2 separate regions of the Mus musculus genome follow, and region 1 is linked to region 2. The links are chromatin contacts, called in public promoter capture Hi-C maps. All regions are on one chromosome and are shown on one strand. Each heading gives the region's core, a stretch centred on a gene start, on an enhancer-like site or on the middle of the called end of the contact. The rest is flanking DNA. Distances are from core to core; before and after follow the strand shown.

The links. Promoter capture Hi-C pulls out the DNA fragments that hold promoters and counts their contacts.
Region 1: a promoter capture Hi-C map of liver shows a contact between it and region 2, with 7 times the contacts expected there. The contact joins the promoter of Nup133 here to the promoter of Ctu2 in region 2. A contact is called at or near these places in 3 of 39 promoter capture datasets (the C10 cell line and liver) and 1 of 484 Hi-C or Micro-C datasets (CD4 T cells).

The regions. Positions count from the first base shown.
Region 1 is chr8:123,947,923-123,950,622 of GRCm38.p6, reverse strand. It overlaps Nup133 (nucleoporin 133), which reads left to right and starts at 1,358. Exons shown (of 26, transcript NM_172288.2): 1 at 1,358-1,625. The coding sequence starts at 1,447.
Region 2 is chr8:122,474,826-122,477,525 of GRCm38.p6, reverse strand. Ctu2 (cytosolic thiouridylase subunit 2) reads right to left here and starts at 1,383. Exons shown (of 15, transcript NM_153775.2): 1 at 1,231-1,383; 2 at 937-1,011; 3 at 542-620; 4 at 290-349. The coding sequence starts at 1,298. Rnf166 (ring finger protein 166) reads left to right here and starts at 1,452. Exons shown (of 6, transcript NM_001033142.3): 1 at 1,452-1,663. The coding sequence starts at 1,509.

The sequences.
Region 1 (2,700 bases), core at 109-2,608, 1.5 Mb before region 2:
TGTGGACTGGAAAGCTGCTTTCTCTCATCCTTAGGGCAGAGATGACTCCTCCCTTCCATGTTCTCTCTCCCCCTACCCCCTCCCACTGTATTTACTTCTGATATGCCTAACAACCTTGTGTCCATAATGGTCTCTCAGGTAATTGGGTTTGTTTGTTGGCATTTGAGACAGTGTCTCATGTAGCCCAGGGTGGCTTTGAACAACTTCTGGTCCTACAGAGATTATAGGTGTGTGCAGCCACACCTGGCTCAAGTAGCTACTTCTAAATGCTTTTCTTTTTTTTTCCGAGTTCAATTCCCAGCACCCATGCTAGGTGGCGCACAACCCCCCTGTAACTAACTTCAGAGTCCAATGCCCTCCTTCTGGCTTTCTGAGCTCTTAAAAGATCAAAACTGCCCCAAGGAACTCGATGCCTCTATCAGCAGGAAGTAGTCTACGGATATCGAAGCCCCCTTTTCCTCTAGCCTTCTTTCTCCTACCTAGTGTTGGGGGGTTGAGAGGGAGACAAGTGGTAGAAATAGGAACCCATAAAGTGGTCAAAAGTCTGGCTACAATGTTGTCTAAGTGGGACACAATGAAAAAACCGAAAAGGAAAGGCCACCCGAAGTAACAAGGGACCTCACAAGTTCAGCAAGGGTCCCTGGGCAGTTATCAGCCCTGAATATTTACAAACTCTAGTACAGCCTCGGGCTAATCTCAGTTCACTGTTTAGTAATGTGGGGAGCAGAATGGAAAAGACACCCCCATACACACACTACGGTCTTCCGAAACAGCCGCAGAGGACTAACAGAACTGTGTGCACGCCTGCTATCGGCTTCTACTAGGGTCTGGAACTTCAGGGGCAGCGATGAGAGTGAACATGCCCGGGGACTGGGGGCACTGTCATTTCCGAATCTCCGGCAGTAGGACAGACCCATCAAAATGCAAGCTGTGCCTGGAAAGCAAAAAGCTGCAACCCGCTGCAGAGCCCAGACAATCGAACGAAGAACAAGCCTGAACCGATCTGAATTAGGTTGGGAAAAACTGTGAGCACACCACCGCCGCCCAGAGCGCGACTTCCTCAGCTCCGCCCACGGGCGCCTCCTTCCCCAGCCCACGCTCGCCGCGGAGGGTCAGCTCCAGCCGGAGACCGGCGCTTCTGGCAAGCTCTCGGTCCGGAGCACTGGATCCACCGCGGTGAATCGGGTCGCAGGACTCCAAATCGCCTGCCCCGCCCCTCCCCGGTACTGGATGTGACGTCAACAAAGCGCTCCCAGTTCCGACCTTGCCCCGAGTCTCGGCGCCGATCTTTGACGTCATTGCCATGCGCCTTCCCCTCCCTACTCGCTGAGCGCCCCCTTACGTCATCTCTAGGCGCCTTCCCGCCCCTCAGGTGTTCAAGCTCCGGGCGCGCGAGGTTCTCGCTATTAGCCCGCGAGTGCCGCTTCCTCCACGCTCTCTGCAAACATGTTTCCGAGCGTCTCCTCTCCGCGAACCCCAGGGCCGGGGACCCGACGCGGTCCGCTAGTCGGGATCGGGCCCACGTCCACGCCTAGAGCGAGCAGGAGGGGTCTGTCTCTGGGATCTGCGGTTAACTCGCCCGTGCTGTTCTCGCCCGCAGGCCGGCGCAGCTCGGTGAGCTCACGGTAAGTGGGGGTTCGGGGACCAGCGGGGTCCGCTCCACAGCGGGGAGGTGGAGCCTGGCAGTGGGGTAAGCTGCCGCAGAGTTCGAAAGTACTTCTGGTCATTCTCGCGTTTTATTGTCGCTGCTTAATGGTGGCCCTCGTTTTGCCCGTTCTCTGTTTAACTCTTTATTGGACCCATGGATTCACTCTGTCTCCGCGCTACAGAAAAGAATGAAAGAACCTTTTGAGCACTACGCTTGCAAGGTAGGAACATACTTCAGATTATTGTAAAGATTAAAAAGTCATTTCTTTATTATGTTGACACAGGTCAGTGTCGGGCTGCTGTTTGTTTAAAGTTGTGGTTTGACTCTGTGGCGTTTGACACGAGTAACATTTGGTCTGGTGTAGTCTTTTTGTGATATAGTGTAGGAATGCAGCCTGGAACTCAGTCCTGTCCACTTTGGGACAGCCCATGCTACGTACCCTAGGCTGACTTTGCTCAATCCACTTTTAAGATTCTTCTATTTCAAGCATGCAGTAGCTTGTCTGGCTACCATCATTTTGTTTAACACTTCCAGCTTTAAGTCAGGATCTCAGCATCTCAGGATTCAGTACACCTATCTGAGTCATGGTAAGAGCCTACAAACCTGGCAAAAATGTTTTCTCAGTGCCTAGCAAATGCTTATTACTACATACTGATTGGCAGTTAAAGGACTTGGGCCACAAAATGTGATGGTTGTGACTAGGTTACATAAAAGCACTTTGTGTGTGTGTGTGTGTGTGTGTGTGTGTGTGAGAGAGAGAGAGAGAGAGCGTGCTTCACTAAAGATGCTGGTGTGCTGCCAAGTCCACATGTATAGTAGAATTGTTACCCTCCTCAATGTAATTAACACGAAAATTCAGAATTGGGTTACCTTTTTCTAGAAGAATTTCTTCTGTTCATCTTTCAAAAGTGAATTTCTGGGATGGAAAGATGGCTCTGGGGATAAGAGCACTTGCTTTTCGATATCTATCTATCTATCATACAATCATATATATATATATACACATATATACACACACACACATATATGTATATATGATGGGTTAAAAAGAT
Region 2 (2,700 bases), core at 134-2,633:
GTTGTTTTTGGCAAATGCTTCTCTCTGCTCTTTGTCATGATTGGCCAATCTTTGAAACTGTGTCCTAACAAATAAAGCTCAATAGGGATGTAGCCTGGGACCCTGTGTAGGGCATGTGTCTGGACTGCACACCTGCTGAATATATATGGGACATCCTAAAGGTGTCCCAGTTGGGGTGGGGTGGGGTACTGTCTAGTGTTAACCAAAAACTTCCATAGTATAGGCTGAGGAAGGAGGCCCCTGCTAATTCAATCCAGAAGCTTACGCCCAGAAGATGGTGTAGATGTACCTCAAGCACTTGCCAGACCATGGAGCTGGACGAAGGGCCCCCAGACCAGGACAGGAGCACCTGGGGGTGGGAAGGGCAGCATCAGCACGGAGGCATGCATCCGCAATATGAGCATGTCTTGTCCACTTCTTGGACAGCCCCAGACACCAAGTCTACCCTCAATGTCCAGGGACAGTAGGCCAGCTGAAGAAACGAACATAAACGGAAGACAGCAGGGCTGACAGCCGAGCGCCCAGGCACCACACATCGTACCTTCTCCCCAGGAAAGATGACCCGGTTCTTCCCAAGCATGGCTCTGAATTTGTGAACGTAGAATGCCTTGAAACAAACCCTGTAACACAGAAGCAAAGGGAGGCTGGCTGCACCTGCGCAGGAGACTGTGGGATTTTGTTTGACAGGGTCATCTCTGCAGCCCAAGCTGGCCTCAGATCGGAGGTAATTCTCCTGTCATGGACTCTGAAGTGTTGAATTGACGGGTGTGCCTAGTTTAGATGACAAGGGTCGTCACCAGTGGTTCCCACCACTATTTACGGTTAGGGCTAAGCACTTACAAGTTACCGCGCCTTTACAAGAAAACAAGCAAGCCTGGAAAAGGGGCGTGCGGGGGTGGGGGTGGGGTGGGGTGGGGACGGCTGCCCAGATCTCACCTGCAGAAGGCATCTCCCGCTCGTATCACCACCACCGGCAGGCCTTCTGCGCACTTCACACATTTCTGCTCCCGGCTTTGAGAGAACAAGAACATATGTGGCAGAATTCTCGCACCATGGCGGGCTTGGGGGAGTCAGGGTCGCGCTTCCCGGCCCGAGCTGGCGGAGGAAGCGCCAGGCTCACGCGCCAGGGCCTAGGTTTAGTTCTAGCCGCCGACTCACAGCAGTCCCGGAATTCCGGTTGGTGGGGAACCGAAGGGGACTGTCCCCGGCCTGGTGGTAGAAGGTTCTTACCTTGGCCGCGGCACGGGCGGAGGCTCCCGCCGCGCCGGCCCCGCGTAATCCTCACCGGCCTGACACATGGAGGGGTGGGTCCCGACTGCGGAGTGGCGTGAGGAGCCGGCGCGCTGAGATGCCGGCGCGCTGAGATGCCGTCACCGCCGAGCGGGCGCTGTCGTGACGCAACCCGGGGAGGTGGGGCCTGGGCGGTGACGCCAGCGCGGCGCCGTCGCGGCAGTGACGCCGGGTCTGCCGGCCTGGATAGGGGGCGGCGGCGGCGGCCTGCCCCGGGGATGGCGATGTTCCGCAGCCTGGTGGCCTCGGCGCAGCAGCGGCAGCCGCCGGCTGGGCCCGCGGGCGGCGACAGCGGCCTGGAGGCGCAGTTCAGCTGTCCCATCTGCCTGGAGGTGTACCATCGGCCAGTGGCCATCGGCAGCTGCGGCCACACGTGAGAGCGCGCGCCGGGAGCCCGCGGGAGGGGGGTCCGGGCCGGGGTCGTGGCTGGCGGCCGAAAGGAGACGTGGGGAAAGCAGCCCCTGCCCGCCGGCCGCGCGCGCGCCCTGCACCCGCCCCGGCCCCGCGCGTTGCCAACGGCCGCCGGCTGCTTCGAGGGCGGTGGACGCGGCCGCTGCGCCGAGCGCGGGGGTCCGGGCTTGCAGAGATCGGGTGAGCGGGCCGTTGTAAATAAACGACTTGTGGCTTCTGCAACCCACTCTGTTCCACCCCATGTCTACTCGTGTTGACTGTCAAGGAAATGAGTTTCCCTAAAGTTAGGAGAGGGACGCGTTTGGAGCCTGGTGTTTTGTTTTGAAGGACTTGGCCTATTCTGAACAGGAAGCTTCCAGGTAGCGGGGCCTAAAGGGACCCAGACATCAAGCACTTCGTTAGGTGCCCAGCTGAGCCAAGACACCCCCCACCCCCAATCTAGCGGCTCCTCCTCCCGTGTTTCAGGAGCAGAAACTTGAGGATGTGACTCTGCGCGGGAGGGAGCGGTGCTCAGGGCCTTCACAACCCCAGCCTGGTTGGGAGGGAGCCAAGATAGAACGTCTGCTCCATGACCTCCCCACAGTACAGCTCTTGAGATTAGCCGATAGAGAACGGGCAGGAGGAGGACTTGTCAGCAGACAGCCCCTCTGCTTGGGGCAGGACAAGGTGCACCCAGATTGGTGGGAGGCATTTTGCAAACAGAGGCAGCTGATTTTGGAGGCTCTAATGCAGAGGGAACTGGAGCCGCTTGGGTAGGCGTGTGCCTGCGAGTCATACAGGGAGGTGGCAGAGACCTTGTCTCCATCCAGGGCTGCCTTGACTTTCCCTGCCCCCTGTGTCAGGCTGAACCGAAGACTGGATCCCTCTGGAGAGCTCTGCTAGGTTGTCTTGGAAGAGCACAGCTAGCTCCTGCTCAGCCTAATGCTCCTGTGATATTCTAGCAGGAAGCCTTGGATCAGGACCCATTTTTTTGTATGCACGCACAAGTGGGTGTTTTAC